2 separate regions of the Mus musculus genome follow, and region 2 is linked to region 1. The links are chromatin contacts, called in public promoter capture Hi-C maps. All regions are on one chromosome and are shown on one strand. Each heading gives the region's core, a stretch centred on a gene start, on an enhancer-like site or on the middle of the called end of the contact. The rest is flanking DNA. Distances are from core to core; before and after follow the strand shown.

Region 1 (3,500 bases), core at 499-2,998:
AAGACAGAGTCAAATGACTTACAAACACCATGCACAAGTACACATGGCCAGAGATACAAAGTGACATAATACTCCTGTACTTAGGCACCTCAGCAAACGCACATCTACCCCTCCATTTACTGCTTGGCTCCCTCAGTACTGGAACAGTTGCTTGGCTGTCCCAGGTTTCAGCTGCAGGCATTAGCTGTGTCCCGGAATATGACACTAAATCATTGCGTTTATGTACGGTTCAGGGATCTTCGGGTCTCCGTTCCAGAGCTGATGCATAGAGATTAGCTCTGATCTCAGGACCAGAAAATAGGGGAATGCCTTCTGGGCCCCAGAGGCTCTGGGACATGGGGTCCTTGCCCCAAGGGACTGTGTACTTCGTCTGTGTTTCCTCAGCACCCAGGTGTGTGTGCATGTGCTTGGCACTGGTTTCTGCCTACTAATGTGGGTACGAAGAACCATTAGGTCCTTTGGGGTGGGCGTGTGTGTTAGGTAAAGGCCTGAGGGGACATGGGTCACAGATCATCCCCAGTGAGTGGGCCCTGATGCCTGGCCTTGGGCACCATGAGCTGAGATGAAGGTGTCTCCCTCTGTGGCTCATGGGCAGTACTTGGTGCGACTGCTGGGGAGAGGACTTGCTACTCCTTCACTCCAGCCTTACGTGTGTGGTTCCTATCGCTGCTGCTGCCCCTTCCAGCACCCACTCACCACTCCCATGTAGCATGTCCAGGGTAAGGGAGTGTCATGGCGGTGGACTTACAAGCTGATGCTGGTGGGCCCAGGTGAGGGGAGATGTCTATTATGTCACCAAGCATCTGGTGCTCACCAGTCCAGCCCCACTCACTGATGGAGAGAGACATCCGAAAAGCCCTCTGACTCTGCTGTTCACAGCTCATTGTTCTCCTTTTCCCACAGACCTTGTGACCGTGTGAGCAAAGCCACCCTTGCAACCCATGTGCATCATCTTCTTTAAGTTTGATCCTCGTCCTGTTTCCAAAAATGCATACAGGTAATGAATGCCCTTGTTCTGCCTCCGCCAGGCTGCTCCAGGCCTGAGGTCCACGGCTGTTCCTCACCCCTGGGGTGCCATATATGCAGGAGACAATGGCAGGCTGCTGGGTGTGTGTCCTCTGAGTAACTGAGTCTTGACTTCTGGTTGCCTGGAGACATCCTGTACAAGCCTGGTCCGGCTGTCTTGGACAGTGTCTGCTTAGCATGGGGTGCTGGGAGGAGCCCACCCTAGAGCAAGGGCTCAGAGCTAATGTGCAGGTGTGGCGAGACAGAGGGATGAGGCGAAGTTCTGTGGCCTGTGATTAGGGTCACATCTGCAGAGCTGGAGTAGTGGTGACAGAGAGGGGCGCTGCTGGGTTGGGTTGGGTGAGGTGTCTGGCTGGTGGCAGATTGAGGAAAGCATCCATGGGTTTTAGCTGGAGTAGCTGAGTACCAGCCAAGGACATGGGAAACAGTAGGCAGAGAAGGGAACTAGGGGCCAGCCCTCCCTGCTCTTCTAGTGCCAGTTACACGCAGGGCAGCCCCTTGGTTCTTTAGCATGTGCCAGCATTTGTTTGTCCATGTAGAGCACAAGGCAGAAATTTAGCCCACAACTGGAAATGGACTGTGGAACTCCTCTCTTACGTTTGTCTGGAACATTTTCAAAATCTTAGGATGTGTTCCAGAAACAAAGTAGTTTCAGTGAGATCCTCCTGTTGAGTCACTTTGTGGAATGCCTGGCACAGTGGCTGGGTTCCCTCATTTCAGTCTAGGGAATAGGATGTAGGGACTCAGCATTTCCTCTTCTACAGAGGGCAGGCAACAGAGCTGGATCAGGCTAGAGGAGGTGATTCTAGTTTTCTGGCAGAAGAGTTAAAGGGAGTTAGTGGAATCCTACAAGGAAAATGATAAACAGTTAGTCACATCACAGGCTATCTGGGGAGAGCTGAACAAAGTAATGAATTCCCAAAGACTGGATGTGAGAAGCAACCACTATACTGTTTGCACGGAGCAGCGCCTATCTGTCGTTCTCATACTATAATCCTCAGTGAGGCTACTGGAGAGGTAGCTTGCTGCTCTTCCAGAGAGCTGGGGTTGTTATCAGGACCCACATGGTTCTCACAACTGTGTGTAACTTGAGTTCCAGGGAATCCAGTGCCTTCTTTTGGCCTCCACAGATGCCAGGCACTCCAGGGATACACAAATATATATATAGACAAAACAGCCATACACATACAATTAAAAGGGGAGGGGGTATGTGTGTCCATGGATGGCACAGTTGTGACTCCTTAATGGCCAAAATATTCTTCAGGTATTATCCTGCTAGATCTTTCTGGAGTCTGCTGTCTAAAGTACCTAAAGCTATGACATTGGTCACAGAACAGGTGCTAGGTGAAGGTGCCTACCCATTGGTGCTGCTTATATTGTGCATTGTGGGAGCTAAGACCTGGGGAGCACAGGTCTCAGGAGCCTCCTACCTGTGAAAGCAGCGAGTGTGTCTCCGGTGCCTTCTGTTAAAACCTAACTGCACCAGCAGCAGAGTTGAGCTTCATTTCTACAGCGCAGGCAGTAAAGGGTGGCTGTGAGCCTTCACTCGATAAGCTGGGAAGTGGCATGGCCCCTCCTTGCTCTCCTCAGCCCTTACCCCTTACATTCATGCAAACTTCCCCGCACCAGCAAAAGCAAAGTTGTGTTTCCGTTTGGGGTGACATGGCCTAACATTCATGCAAACTTCCCCACACCAGCAAAAGCAAAGTTGTGTTTCCGTTTGGGGTGACACGGCCTAACATTCATGCAAACTTACCCACACCAGCAAAAGCAAAGTTGTGTTTCCGTTTGGGGTGACACGGCCTAACAGTTCCGTAGTCTTGGGTGATGTGTGAATCCTGGGTTTGGCCGGAGCCTACTTGATGGTTTATTCCTTGAAGACCACCTGCAGGTAAAATTAAAACAGGAAGAAAGAAAGATAAGAAATTGGCAAGTGGGGTCTAGTGAGATGGCTCAGTGGTTAAGAGCACTGTCAGCTCTCCCAATTCCCAGCAACCACATGGTGGCTCGCATGGTGGTATAAGGGGATCTAATACCTTCTTCTGGCATTCAGGTGTACATGCAGCAAAGCATGCATGCAATAAATTTAAAAAAGGAAGGAAGGAAAGAAAGAAAGAAATTGGCAAGTATACATCACATACAGTAGGTAGTAAAGTCCTATGTGAGCCAATTATGACTGCACACAGTGGGCTCAGGCAGGACTAGGTAGATGGGAAGGAGGAAGAGGATGACACACAGCAACAAAGGCAACACTGCTACCTTCCTGTTCCCGGGGGTTACCCTGTACACCTTTCAATTATGCTGAGCTGTTAAGAGATCCACACTGAGACCTGGTCTGAAATCTTTGTCCAGCTTTGGGTGACTGAAGTTCACCTATTCCTCTCTCACAGGAGAGTAGTCGAGGCTGTACATGTGGCAGGGTCCACCCACCTCAGCCCTGCTGGAAGACTCTGCTTCAGCAATCCTGGTCTATA
Region 2 (3,500 bases), core at 745-3,244, 73 kb before region 1:
CGCTCATGTCAGCTATGGCCAATGCCCACTCACCAGTGACCAGCTCACGGACCTCATTGTCACGGGCCGCCCGCAGTAGGCGCACCAGGGCTGGCACGCCCCCGCAGTCCCGGATGGCGGCCTTGTTGTCAGTATCCCGGCCATAGGAGAGGTTGCGCAGTGCCCCACAGGCCCGGCGCCGCACCTCAGCCCGAGGGTGATCTAGTAATGCCACAAGCAGGGGGAGCCCACGCAGCTGCCGCACTCGCCGCTTAATACCCTCGTTCTCAAAGCAGAGGTGCTGCAGGTAGGCTGCAGCATTGGCTTTCACAGGGTCCACAGGGTGCCGCAGCATGGCCAACACCTCTGGCAGCTCGGGGTCCCGCCAGCGTGGCTCCTTGCGGGTGCTATCCACTGAAGGTGAGCGCCGCACTACTCGGTCCAAGCTGCCCAGGCTGCCCCTCTCAGGCTGGGCCAGAGGGGCTGTTGCTGCTGGAAATGGGGGACGCTCTTCTATCAGCTCACCAGCATCATCTGCTGTGTCTTCAAAGGCCCTGGCACGAAGGCCCCGCCCGTACTCAGGTCTTCTCCGGGTTGCCGTGCTATAGTCAGGCTCCAGGTCGGGGCCACCCTCATCATCCGCAGCCAGGCTCCGTGTATCATCCTCCAGGCCATATGGTTCAGCTTGGAAATGCTCAGGCAGAGAGCGGCCGCTTGGTGGTCCGGATTCAGAGCCCATGGGGAAGGCTTCTCGGCGGCCAGGCAGTGTGAAACAGCCATCACCAGGTCCTGGGCCCAGGAGGCCAGTACGTGGTGGCCGTACCCCGAGCCCTCGGGACAAGCTGCCATAGCTTGGAATATCACGGGACTCGGGGCCATCGGGAAAGCCACCTCCACTGCTGTGGTAGGTTCGGGAGAGTGTGGCTGCTGGACCACCACCACCACGAAGTAGGTAATGCCGGTCCAGGGGCCCGTCAGCAAAAGAGCCAAGTGGAGGGCCGCCGTCCAGCAAGGGGAGTCCATCTGGGCCCAAAGGCACCTGGCGTACTGTCCTTGTGGTCACAGTCTTGACCGTCTTAGTGACCTGATGGACAAGAAAGTAGCAAATGGGTTTGGTGGCTCTAGAGAACAAGATCGGTGCCAGGGTGGCCTCAATTCCCCATCCAAACAAGTGGTGCTTGGGGGTCAGCTCGCACGTCTGTTCCACAGAGGGACAGCTATGCTTGCCCAAGCTACTCTCTTCTTTCCTGGGTCAAGCCATACCTTAGTCTCAGTCCGCCGGGTTGTACCATCTTCTGATGTGACGATGGACACGTGAGAGGTGGGGGTGCCAGGGTCTTCCTCCACAGTCACTGTCTCCTCCAGTACCTCGGGTGCCTCTGGCATCGTGGCCAGCGATGCCTGGCTACCCGGGCTCTGCTCCTAGAGAGAGAAGGATGTCAGAGGTCAATATCCATATACAACTCACTCTGCCTTGTATGCCTGCTGAGCAGGAGTTATCAGTTCCTCAAACTGGGGCTGACGTACAAGACAAGTCCATCTGGACCTAAAGGCACCTGGCAGGCTGTCCTTGTGGACAAGAAAATAGTATATGGGCTTGCTGGCTCTAGAGATGGAGATAGTGCCCTAAGCCAGGGTAGTCTCAATTCTCCTGGGTCCAAGGTAGCCTCCCTGAGCTTCATGGTTCTGCCACAGGCTTTTCTAGGCACAAAGCGGAACCAAGAAGGTCCTGCAGGATGTTCAGTAGACATCACTTGCCTCCTCACATTGACCTTCCTCCTTACTACCACCCTGCAGAGAGGCATGGTGGGGGAATTGTAGGCAAGATAGTTATGGACTGAGGCCCACTTGTGTATTAGTCAGACTAGCCAGCATGGAAGCCAACTCCAAGAAGACAGGCCAGTTCCTGCTGTGCAGAGTAGCACATGGATCTGAGAGCCAGTCTGTTCTGGGTCCAGGGCCTTATCCTGTCAACATCTCAGGGTTGGCATCTGGCCTGAATAGGGCTTGGAACTCAAGCTACAGTGGGCGGGTTAGAGGGACACATTCCTTCGTAACCATGGTTAGGTCAGCAGTAGGCTGTGCCTCCCCACCCAAGGCCCAGGGAGGCCAAGTAGTTCATACTACACCTCCCCAGCTACAGAGCCACAATGCCCTTCCCTGGCCTGGGTACTGTGCTATGCAGGGAACCAGGCTGTCCTCATGACAGGACTACCTGCAGAGATCACAGGGACAGTAAACCTTCTCAGGCTAGCTCCTGTACTGGGGGAGCGCCTGGCCCCTGGCAGCGCGAGTGTATGTCACTAGCATAGCATCTAGGACATCCCCTGGCCTCTGGTAACATGGGACAGTGGAGCCACAGAGTATTACTCCACCCCCCCACCCCCCACCCCGCCTTTGGAGACTTAAGAGGTGACTTTATAAGTGAGAGAACTGAGGCCTGGATGAAGAAGAGGCTTGCCAGAACCACACAGGTCCTAGCAGAGGGATTTCAGGAATTCGTCTTACAAGGAACCGGTGAGGTTTGCCGCACCTCTCTGGGACAGGCTTTGGAGGTCCCTTTCCTAGGCTATGAATTAGATGGAATGTCTGGGACCTGTCCAGGGAGAGGAGACCCTGTTCCCTGGGAAAGAGAAATAGATGAGGCCCAATGTAGGGACAACTGGAAAGATGCCAGACTGGGTGACCTGGGCACTTTTCCAAGGACACTGACTCTGTGCTGAGCGCTGCGCGGCTGCTCCATCTCTATTTGGTGCCTGAATGTCAAGCTGCAGGTCTAACTGCTGGACTCTCCGAAGCTCAGCAGGGTTTTTTGGGGGGTTGGGGAGGTGGGGTAGGGGTGGGGGGTAGGGAGGGGAACTAGGAGCAGCATTCCTAGCTACGAAGGAGGGGGAGGAGCAAGGCGAGGGGACAAGTTGCTTAGGACATTCTGCCAGGGGACAGGGCCCCTTTGTAGATTTGCATGCATCTACATACATTAAACATTCAGAGAAGAACCCCGCCCTACTCCCTACAAAGGTGGTAAAGCAAAGAAGGATCTAGGACATTGTGAATCACAGACCCTGGGCTGTGCTGAACATGTGATACACTGCCACGCAGTAGTCCGTAGAAACAGGATCCCAGCAAAGGTTGGCCACCTACGGTAGTCACCCTCTAATGTATGGGCTGAGAGATCCGGCGATTCTGAGTCTCTGCTAGCAGATGACCTCAGGAAGCTAAAAGCAGTCAATGACTTCACCCAGGCAGCCAGGAGTGTAAGTCAGTCATGTTCCTGGGAAAGTCAGGCCAGCTAAACATGCCTGAGCATACACACAGAGAGGGATCTAGACTCACAAACACAGATGTCTCTAACCCCTCCAACAGGGGCACATGCACACACGAGTTCCCAATCAGGAACACAGGCACAAGTGCACTGATTTACTTATGAGATCTGACAGTGCCCCAAGTGCATTATGTCCCCTGTTCTCAAACATACCCTATCTCCCATCCACCTGTCTGGACTTTTATTGGCAATGGCTCTT

What was found. Capture Hi-C pulls out chosen DNA fragments and counts their contacts.
Region 2: a promoter capture Hi-C map of adipose tissue shows a contact between it and region 1. The contact joins two enhancer-like sites. A contact is called at or near these places in 9 of 39 promoter capture datasets (the 3T3-L1 cell line, the C10 cell line, the HPC-7 cell line and 5 more), 3 of 115 datasets of contacts at active chromatin or transcription factors (embryonic stem cells and pancreatic cancer cells) and 3 of 9 other capture datasets (adipose tissue, liver and pancreatic islet).

Annotation. Positions count from the first base shown.
Region 1 is chr16:18,321,854-18,325,353 of GRCm38.p6, reverse strand. It overlaps Tango2 (transport and golgi organization 2), which reads left to right. Exons shown (of 9, transcript NM_001359109.1): 2 at 904-997. The coding sequence starts at 942. Among named protein-coding and RNA genes, the nearest start is that of Mir185, 3.9 kb to the left of the region's middle. Within about 2 kb of position 1,748, at least 40 of the 459 cell types and tissues checked have an H3K27ac peak or open chromatin away from gene starts, as enhancers often do. A contact at or near this core is called in adipose tissue, where this site is marked.
Region 2 is chr16:18,394,860-18,398,359 of GRCm38.p6, reverse strand. It overlaps Arvcf (armadillo repeat gene deleted in velocardiofacial syndrome), which reads right to left. Exons shown (of 18, transcript NM_001272029.1): 4 at 1,243-1,401; 5 at 34-1,063. Among named protein-coding and RNA genes, the nearest start is that of Gm15764, 17 kb to the left of the region's middle. Within about 2 kb of position 1,994, at least 76 of the 459 cell types and tissues checked have an H3K27ac peak or open chromatin away from gene starts, as enhancers often do. A contact at or near this core is called in adipose tissue, where this site is marked.